Regions from separate parts of the Mus musculus genome. Here all the other regions are linked to region 2. Evidence: chromatin contacts called from public Hi-C data. All regions are on one chromosome and are shown on one strand. Each heading gives the region's core, a stretch centred on a gene start, on an enhancer-like site or on the middle of the called end of the contact. The rest is flanking DNA. Distances are from core to core; before and after follow the strand shown.

Evidence for each region. Hi-C and Micro-C count contacts between places; a contact is called where the count stands out from the background.
Region 1: a Hi-C map of liver shows a contact between it and region 2, with 2.7 times the contacts expected there. The contact joins two enhancer-like sites. A contact is called at or near these places in 55 of 484 Hi-C or Micro-C datasets (B cells, the C2C12 cell line, CD4 T cells and 30 more), 4 of 115 datasets of contacts at active chromatin or transcription factors (CD8 T cells, bone marrow-derived dendritic cells, embryonic stem cells and 1 more) and 4 of 9 other capture datasets (adipose tissue, embryonic stem cells, liver and 1 more).
Region 3: a contact with region 2 is called in a Hi-C map of liver, with 3 times the contacts expected there. The contact joins two enhancer-like sites. A contact is called at or near these places in 2 of 39 promoter capture datasets (the C10 cell line and liver), 1 of 15 datasets of contacts at CTCF or cohesin (the NIH/3T3 cell line), 18 of 484 Hi-C or Micro-C datasets (B cells, CD4 T cells, the G1E-ER4 cell line and 11 more), 7 of 115 datasets of contacts at active chromatin or transcription factors (CD8 T cells, bone marrow-derived macrophages, embryonic stem cells and 2 more) and 4 of 9 other capture datasets (adipose tissue, embryonic stem cells, liver and 1 more).

Annotation. Positions count from the first base shown.
Region 1 is chr4:59,361,070-59,364,589 of GRCm38.p6, forward strand. The region is part of intron 10 of Susd1 (sushi domain containing 1); the gene reads right to left. Among named protein-coding and RNA genes, the nearest start is that of Susd1, 76 kb to the right of the region's middle. Within about 2 kb of position 2,227, at least 54 of the 459 cell types and tissues checked have an H3K27ac peak or open chromatin away from gene starts, as enhancers often do. A contact at or near this core is called in liver, where this site is marked.
Region 2 is chr4:59,469,338-59,472,500 of GRCm38.p6, forward strand. Ptbp3 (polypyrimidine tract binding protein 3) reads right to left here. Exons shown (of 14, transcript NM_178164.3): 14 at 2,531-3,163. Among named protein-coding and RNA genes, the nearest start is that of Susd1, 32 kb to the left of the region's middle. Within about 2 kb of position 1,849, at least 2 of the 459 cell types and tissues checked have an H3K27ac peak or open chromatin away from gene starts, as enhancers often do. A contact at or near this core is called in liver, where this site is marked.
Region 3 is chr4:59,566,080-59,569,186 of GRCm38.p6, forward strand. No RefSeq gene overlaps it. Among named protein-coding and RNA genes, the nearest start is that of Hsdl2, 14 kb to the right of the region's middle. Within about 2 kb of position 1,757, at least 27 of the 459 cell types and tissues checked have an H3K27ac peak or open chromatin away from gene starts, as enhancers often do. A contact at or near this core is called in liver, where this site is marked.

The DNA.
Region 1 (3,520 bases), core at 977-3,476, 110 kb before region 2:
AATAATCGTTTGAGGATAGGAAGAAAAATATCTCCAGTCAGAAAATTAACTAAGAACAGAAATGGGCATAAAGCAGAAAGGGACTGAAAGAGAAGTGTCTGAACTCAGAAAAAAAATGAAAGAGAAGGACAAACCGGTGTTAGAAATAAAGGCTGAATTTCTTGATGTCTATGAAAGAATAGATTTGAATAAAATTTAATAAAAATAGTAGAGAAAATGTAACAGTAAAATGAGATTTTTTTTTTTCAAGTCAGGGTCTGACTATATAGTCCTGGCTGGTCTGGAACTCACTATGTAGAGGCTAGCCTCGAACTCACAGACATCTGCCTGCCTCTGCCTCCAAGAGCTGGAATTAAAGGCCTATCCTAAAATGAGATCTATAAAAAAACAAAAGCACAAAAGGTTAAAACTGAAATATAGGCAAACGGTCCAACATATGCATAACCAGGGTGTACCAAGAGGGGGTACGTTGGAGACATAATATTTAAAAGTATAGTTCAAGATAATATTACAAAAATCAAAACACACTTGAATATAAATATTAAAAGGATATTCTAGGTACCTAAGAAGGCTGACTCAGAATAATCTCAAAACTTCTCCAAATACAATTACATTTTAAGGATAAAAGAAGAATTCTCATCCCATCCCCCCGCCCCTGCACGCCCCACTCAAGGAAGTAAACAGAAAGGACAGAGGGCTAAAGGAAGCACTTCTTGGTGAGATGAGAAGGTTAGAAATACACTTCTATAGCTTCATTCCCTGGAAAGAATGTCAGCTGTTGTTTCTTTAATGTTCCTGAATTCTTATCAAGCTTGTGCTACAAACATGCCTAACCCTGCTTAAGAGAAATAAGCATGGTCCTAAGCATCCATGGGAGGGGGTCTTCTGGTCCCTGATTAGAAGCAGCCTAAAGAAAGATATCGATGTTATCCAGATACTGCCAAAAAGAATGATTAAAAAAAAAAATCAAGCTGGGCGTGGTGGCGCACGCCTTTAGTCCCAGCACTTCGAAGGCAGAGGCAGGCGGATTTCTGAGTTCAAGGCCAGCCTGGTCTACAGAGTGAGTTCCAGGATAGCCAGGGCTACAGAGAAACCCTGTCTCAAAGAAGAAAAAAAATCTACCATGTTGAATTAAAGCTATGATTTTTATAATTGCTCTATAAACAGTGAGGTCATTTCTATTACCTAGATATATCCAGATATTTTTCAAATAGCTTAACTTAAAGAAACTATGGAGGTGAAAGGTTCAAAGTTGAGAGTTTTTGGTTATAGTATGAAAATGTTTCTTTGGATAAATTTAGTATCTGGTTACCATGAAAGATTTCAGGCTATCGGTATGCAACTACATTATTCAGAGACAAATTGAGGTCCATCACTGTCTGGGCAGATTCACATTGTTCTCCTGGCTCAGCTCTCCAGGGTCGAAGCTTCCCACTAGAGAGCTAAGCAGCAGCCACCAATCAGAAGCCGATGTTTCTCACCAGTGCCAAAGACCAGTCACCTGGGGACTTGGGTCTCAGGTACAGTCTCTGGTTCAAGCATGCACCAGATCTCAAGTTGAAAGAAGCAGTATTACTGCAATCATACCTAAAAGAGTGACTTAAGTCACTCGCTTAAGCCAGATCTACAGAGAGAGAGAGAGCAGCCATTTCTAATGTGTCTCTTCAGACTCAACCCATGTGCAGAGGCAATATATAAAAACAGCCCTACAAACTTCCTGTGAAGAGCTGTCCAATGATGGGACACCCTGGAATCAGAAATCCCCACGTCATGTCGAGGGCAGAACACACTTGTGAAAATACTGAAGTGGTAAAAATCTTACCCACAATGTCTCACCTCCCTTTCTGACAGGTCTGCTAAACAGATCGCAGAATTCCAATGTTGAAATAAATGAACTCTAAGGATATAACTAAGCCCTGTGAATTGCTTTCCTAATGTAGATACCTGGGATGATACGGATATTTGTATTCAAGCCCCCAGTGTTCAACATCACAAAGGTCATTTCCCTTGCTAAAGTGGGCGAAGGGTGGTGGTCACTTCCTTGCCATAGTCCACAAAAGCAAAGACAATTCACCGCTCATTCAGCCTCAAGGAACAGTAAATACCAGACCCGATGGACAGGAAGCTCCATTCCTTGGGTCACATTTCCTGTTGCACAGAGTTCGTGTGTCACGGGTTACTGAGCAAACACGTTGCAGTATGCTGATCTCTGCAGCCTGCGGTACTTCATGTAGCCCCGGCCTCCAAGAAGTAGGTAATAGGTTATCTGCCCACTGCTGTCTGCGGCTCAGCCTAAGACCAGCTGGATAACCCCATTGTATTTAAATCTTCTCTAAAATGACCACACTCTAATCTGTGCTGAGGGTCATTCTGGGAGTTGCCCACAACAGTAAAGACAATACTTTGCCTATTAATCCTGTGTAATCCCACGTGGCAAGGAAAATTAAGATTTGGTTTCTCACTACAAAAAGTGCATACACTGGCTGGAACCTAATATGATGAAGAGAGTGCCTGAACAGGTTATACAGCGCATGCAGGGTCTCTAAGTCAAGAATGCAGGAATAGAGGAAGTGGGTATTTGATTATTAGGAAAAATGTATCGATCAGATCAAGTTTTAGCACATTAGCATCTTGGATATGAACTATAGAATTATTTTAGCTATCTCTCCTTTTTTTCCTCTCTAACTTCCTTCCTCCCTCCCTTCTCATATCTCTGCCTGCATGGACATTGTAATTGGCCAGGAGTAGCTAAGTTGTGTGTGGCTAAAACAATACTACCCAAGTGGACTGGCAGAATCAGGTGGGTAGACCCTGAGTGAGCACCTGTGCATACTGACTCAGAACTTCTGGGATGGAACCCGTGAACCTGTGCCTAATACCTCTCCTGGTCATCCCACACTTGGTGAGATGGACAGAAATGCACTAATGTCTTGAGCGTTACAGTCTCCTGTGCAAAAGTCATACTGCCTGCCAAACTGGCCTGCTAGAAGCGAAAGTGAACAGGAAATGGGGTGGGGGTTAGGGGGTAGGGGGTGGGGTCCTGACCAGAGAGGAGCAGGCCCTTCATTTTGCAGCTCCTCCAGAGAGGAAACCCTGAAACTTCACTGCTAAGCCCAGAGAAGTGAAGAAATGGTAGAAGGGACCCTGGCATCGTGGCCCAGTGGGAGAATGCTTGCCCAGTTTGTGTGAAGTCCTGAGTGAGTGGGTTCTCTAAGGAAAAGAAGAAAGGAGAAAGGGTGGGAGGCAGGGAGGGAGAGAGGGAACGCTAAAGACCCCGTGCTCCTTAGCACTAGCTGGGAGCTGTGTAGTTAACATCGCTGGCCTCTATATGGCTTCCAGGAAAATCCACAAAGGAGGCGTTTCTAAGGAGCACCAAGGGGCGTCATTATACCCCTACTGTGAGTCAGACTGCTGCAAACACAGTAATAAAAAATCCAAGAGACTGGTGAGCATGAAACAGTTTTTAATATACCATCATGCAGAAGGGGGAAGCCAAATCACTGATCTAGCACAAAAATAG
Region 2 (3,163 bases), core at 599-3,098:
GCTTTCTTTTGGTTAAGGACAATCTCTATAAGCAGATTACAACTTGACATTTGTATTCTTCCAAGATCAAGAATTCTGCAAATTCTATAATCTTAGGCCAAGAACAAAGATATAGGTGCTGACTTAAATCTAACAGAGGGCACTTTCTTCCAAAAGAACCATTACTGCCTCTTCACAGGAATTCATCCATTCTTTTTCTATTTCTTTAGACTAGTTGTGAATTCCATGCTGAAACCCAATGGTTCAGAAATGGAGTTAACTTTCATGAAACCATTTATTTTTATCCTTTTAATTGTTAAGATAGGAACTCAAAAAAGACAAATTCCCATTAATTTCAAGAAACAACAACAAAAAAAGGCATGACGTAGGAATGCCTTGGGAAAGAAATCTCTATAACAGACACAAGATAGCTTTAATCCTTTTAACCATCTGTTTTACCCAGTAGCACCATCCAAGTATTAACACATTGAGGATTAACTAGACCCAGAAGCCAGGCAGTGGTAGTGCATGCCTTTAACCCCAGCACTATTTAAGAGTTAGAAACTAGCCTGGGCCATGGGACCTTGTTTCAGCAAACAGGTTCCGGCTGGGCAATGGTGGCACACACCTTTAATCCCAGCACTCAGGAGGCATAGGCAGGCAGATCTCTTGAGTTTGAGGCCAGCCTGGTCTACAAAGTTGAATCCCAGGTCAGCCAGGGCTAGAGAAACGCTGTCCCAAACACACACACACACACACACACACAGACTTGTGTTCTATTATTCTTTTTTCTTCAAATAACACCTGTCTGAGCAACAATGAATGCTTTCAAATGGCTTATGTCTAGAGTAGAAGTATATGATTAGTAAAAAATAGGTACTGCCATATCACTAGTTGTATGGCAGCTTCAGCAGTATTTATTTTGGCAGAATAGCAGCTACACCATCCAGCTTTGGAACTTTAGAGGCAGAAATTCAAAGGTATGATTTAAAATTAGATGGTCTTTATGGCCACTATACTGCATTCTCCCAAAAGTCACATGCATTTAATGTTTACTTTCCCAGCATGCAACTCAACTGTTGGCATAAGCAGTGTAAGTTGCTGAGTAATTCCTATTCCACAGTGCTGTGGGCTGAACTGTGTACCCCTCATTCCAACTCACATTTGAAGTCTAACTCCCCACATCTCACACTGTATTTAGAGACAAGGCCTATAGTAGATAAAGCAAGGTGAGATGGTATGGTTGGGCTTAATTATGCCTGTTCTGTTGCTTTGAAACATCATCTCTGAGTGGAACCCAAGTGATCCTCCCTCCTGTCTCTACTTCTGCAGTGCTGGGACTACAGGCATGTGCCACTACACCAAGTTTGCTTGCCCTGTAAGATTAGGACAAACACAAGGGAAGAGAACCAAAGGGAGGCACACAAAGACCACAAGATCTACACAGCAAGACAGGTAGTATCAGAAGAAAAACTGCACATGAAGAGAAATGGTGTCAAATTCCCACTGAAGTTGAAAAACAACTTGAATTTTCAGGCCCTATAACTGCAAGGAATGAACTTTTTAAAGGGCTAGGTTTGCCAAACTATATAGTCAGCTTAAATTTTTTAGCAAAATGCTCCCAGCACACTGTCGTCTTTAAAAGATACCCAGTGTCTTTTAAGTTGGGCTTGGTAAAGAGGACATAAGCCCTGTCCATCCCATCCCCCTATCACTGTGGATGGACCTTCACAATCCTGCTGTTATCTGTGCTTGGGAATATAAAACCATAGCACTTACGTGTAGCAGGCAGTAAAGGTAAAGAGAACTGCAATCAACTGAAAACTGAAGCATGGTCTCTTAGTTGTCATGTTAAAACTGGCACAGCTCTTGGTGATAACCCTATGCCCTCTGCTGTACACATTTCAGTTAATCAACTGATCAAAGTTTCATTTGGTTATAGGGTTATCTTTTTCTTCTGCCCCTTTTTACTGAAATTGTTATTTAGTAACATTTAAGTGAATAATAGATCCTATGGGTAAGCTGTAGGTAATGAGCAGTGTTGTAAAATTTCCTTTTGTGCTAAAAATAAATGCCCACTTTCTAGAGATTTTGAGTAAAACAGACATGACTCTTCAGGACTCCTGAACTCCAGTGTTTGTCTGGAGTGAAGCAATATATGGCCAGCTAGCAACTGAACTCAAAAGGACTCCAACTCACTGAAGGTCATATCCTCCATGCCTCCCTGGATACAAAGGGGAAAGGAGGGGAGGAGCCTTGGAGTACACTGATTTATATGTGCAATGGAGGATGCCTGACAAAGCAGTATGTTTTAAAAACAGGGAAGTGCTTTTTTCATTAAAAATGAGAATTATACCTAAAGAATAGATGACTTTGGCTTTTCTTCTTTAAATGCCCGGCGTTTAAAGTTGTTAAAGTATCTACTATCCAGTGTGACAACTTGAGATGGATAGCCATGGGGAAAACAAAACAAAACAAAACAAATGACATCATTGGGATTACAGGTAAGACAAAAGGGAACCCAAAGTACAGACAAGAACACAGAAAAACCTTAAGAGAGTACAGATGCCATGACATTTATTAAAAGGCATGCTACAATGCTATATGTGTTAGGAAAAGAGGCTGAGATTCCAAGGAACAGTTATCAAATATACAAACCTAAGGGAAGCGGAATCAATATTGTAGTGTACAGAAGCTTGAATTAACCATGCACTACACAGTTAGAAAATACGTTTTTTAATATTTTCTCCTCTTTGCATTTATAACATAATTCACTTAGACAATCACAGAATCCTTTTCTTCCAATACCACAAACTGTATTACAAATGAAATCTGGTACTGCTGCTTATCAAAATATACAAGACAATCGCTGTTTTATATAAAACCACTTTATATGTTAACTTGTTCCCGAAAACCTTTTTTTTTTTTCTTTTTGGCCTGGTTTAAAAAATGTTGTTACAAATATTTACAGCATTTTCTTCTGTTAGATGAACATCCTTACAAACAGAAAAGGGAATTTTATGAACAGACCATGTAAAACATTAGACAATGTTCGAGGCGTCTAGCTGTGCTATTCCTTCCTCAAATACAGTTCTGAAAACAACCGTCCATCCTTCTGTCTCGCTCTGTTCATGGTCAACTCCCATTTTCTCTAAGTAGTCTATTCACCAATAGGAAAGGAAAA
Region 3 (3,107 bases), core at 507-3,006, 97 kb after region 2:
GCACATTCTATGACAAGCCTGGGGCTATGGAGGCTCGGGTAGTAAAATGCTCACACTGAAAACACAGGGACCTGAGTTAATTTCCAGAATCCTTATACAAAAAGTCCCGAGTGGTGGCCTGTTGGGTGGCAGAGACAGTTGGATCCCTTGGGGCTCCTTGGCCAGCCCAGCTAGACTAGCCAGTGAGCTTAAATTTAAGACCCCAAACTATGTAACCAGTGGAAGGAAATAGAGGAGAAATGCCTTAGAACAACAGTATTGACGAAGATCTTTTGGGTCTGACCCTTAAAGCACAGGAAACGAAAGCAATAATTGACCATACACACAAATAAATAATAGATTTAAAAAAATATACCAAATAACTGGTGAATATGAAAAGAAAGGGAGACTCACATGCTGTTGGTGAACATATGAATTAATATTGCTACTATTATGGGTAACTTCATTGAAGTGTCTCAGATAATTGACGAGCAAGTTTCTGGTTGTGTCATATGGTGCAGACTTAGGTGGTGTTTTGCTGAGGCAAGACCTGTGAGAGGATACATGGTGTTTGGAAAGAGTGTAAATAGGACTCAGCAGACAGTGACAATACAACTGCATAGCTCTTTGTTGGTCTTGCGTCTTCACTGGTCTTCACTTTGTGAGAGAGGCATGGCAGAGAACTCCAGCTGGTCCTGGTCGCTTCCACTGACTCCTGCTGATTTGGTGGATGCCTGGCAGTTTCTGCTGGATCGTGCCACCACTGCTGATTCATGCTTTCTATCCTGACACCACTGAACTGGACTGCTGGCATCCTGACAAATGGAGATTGAAATGACCCCAATGAACTACTTCTAAACAGGTCCGCATCCCCTTGTCCAAATCTTTTCTCCCTACCTTTGGACAGTGAGCTAGATAGAAAGGAGAGTCAAAGCATTTGAGAACCCTTATTAAAGTAGGTTTTTAAAAAAATCTAAGCCTATGGATAACTAGAACTTGAAGCACCCTATGATCCAGTAATCCACTTAAAATCTACACACTAAAGATCAATGTATATGTTTAATATATCTGTACTCACACATATTGCAGCCAAGAAATGGTTCATGCCTGCAGTCCCAGTACTCAGAAAGCTGCCATCAATTTAAGGCTAGCCTGGACCTCAAAAATAAGACCTGCAGGGCGTGGTGGCACATGCCTTTAATCCCAGCACTTGGGAGGCAGAGGCAGGCAGATTTCTGAGTTCGAGGCCAGCCTGGTCTACAAAGTGAGTTCCAGGACAGCCAAGGCTACAGAGAAATCCTGTCTCGAAAAAAAAGAAAAAAGAAAAAAAAAAAAAAAAGCCCTGCATGCATTATCTTCCCTTTATAGTTGCTATCTATTCTCTCACGTTTTTGTGTTCTCAAAAAACAACAAAAAAAGCAAACTTCTGTTTGTTTTTTTATGAGCTCGAATCTTACTTGGAGTCCAGGGCTTGCCTGAAACTCACTACCTTCTTGACTTAGCCCCCCAATCAGTGAATTACAGGCATGGATCACCACAACCCGCTTTTGATAATGTTCTCCATAGCCATGTCTTTTCTTTGTAGGAGAGACACTGAGATCCTGGACAGCGTGTTGTTGTTTTTCCTTTAACCTCCTCAGCCTTTGTTTTGCAGGCTGTTGCTACTGCCGTTCATGACATTTGCACTCTAGATTTTTCTCCGTGGTGTTGCAAACCATCACAACAACTTGCCCTCTGGAGATTTTCAGCAATTTTAAGGGACAGTTTTTGGCTGTTCAAACTCAGAACTGGCAATGGATGAGGCAAAGTTACACAACAGTGTCATGTATCTAGTGCTGCTCAGCTAGCTCTCCTTGTAAAATAGGTTAGAGTGGTAGACTTTATGTTAGGTGTGTTTTACTATAGTAAGTGGATAAACTGGCAAAGGGTGCTATTGGCATCTATAGATTACAGACCAGGAAGTTATTGAACTTATTATATAACGCCCACAATAGCCTTCTACACAAGAATTATTTAACCACAAAGGCCAACCATTAAGGTTGGGAAATCTTGCTGTCAGTTATTAGCTGTGTCATGAAAAATATACATGTGATTATCCATCGAGCAAACAGTTTTACTTTCAGAAATATATGGTAGAGAAATAGGGGTGCTGAGCAAGAGTACACACATGTCCAAATATTTTTTATGGCAACACTTTATCATAGAGACAAGTCTGAAAATACCTAAATGTCTTAAATTTGTGTTTCACCGCAGATACAAAGGATTACATTAATTTGGAACACACTCAGATGAAGACAGACTATAAACTGCTTTTAAACAGTTAAGGTAGGGAATTGATAAGAAAGTTCAGCAGGCAAAGGTGCTTGTCACAGAGAGGCATGGCTATCTAAGTTTGATCCTTGAAACTCCCTTAAAGGTTGGGTAGAGAACTAAGTCCACAAAGTTGAAGTCATCCTCTGACTTTTACACACTCACCCAGAGCACACACATCCACAGTCAAGTACACATGATGTACACACACACACACACACACACACACACGGTTAAGGTAGGTTTTTTTTGGGTATAAACATGGAAAGAGCTCTGTAATACACTCAGCAAAACAAAACCAGAAGTGGGCTTGCTAGTCCATGCCTGTAGCCCCAGAATTTGGAAGGCTGACATGGAAGAAGTGTGAGTTCCAGGCCAGCCAGGGCTACATAAAAAGACCCTATCTTAAACATTAAAAAAAAAAAAAAAAAAAAAAAAGAACAAAACTATGTTTTGATACAGTGTAGTTGATATAAAGTCTTCCCTCTGCTTTAAAGAGATGAAAAACGTAATGATAATATAAAGGCCAGTATTAGAAGAGGGTGCTCTCTCCCTTGCCTTTGGGATTACACATCATCACCAGGGAAATACAAATGACAGTACAGGGATGAGGATATCCTACAACATCGCATAACCCCTGACAGTAATGAAGCAAACAAGAGGAGACACAGGAATCCTATATGGAAGGTTGGTACCATAACAGAAGCAATTGCTACACTCGGAAAACTCCAGGGATTTCTCAGAAGGCGACTCTGGGGCAAAGCGACCTATCTTGTGTGAGAAGAAAACGAACATTTTCAAGAGACCCTTGACTCTCC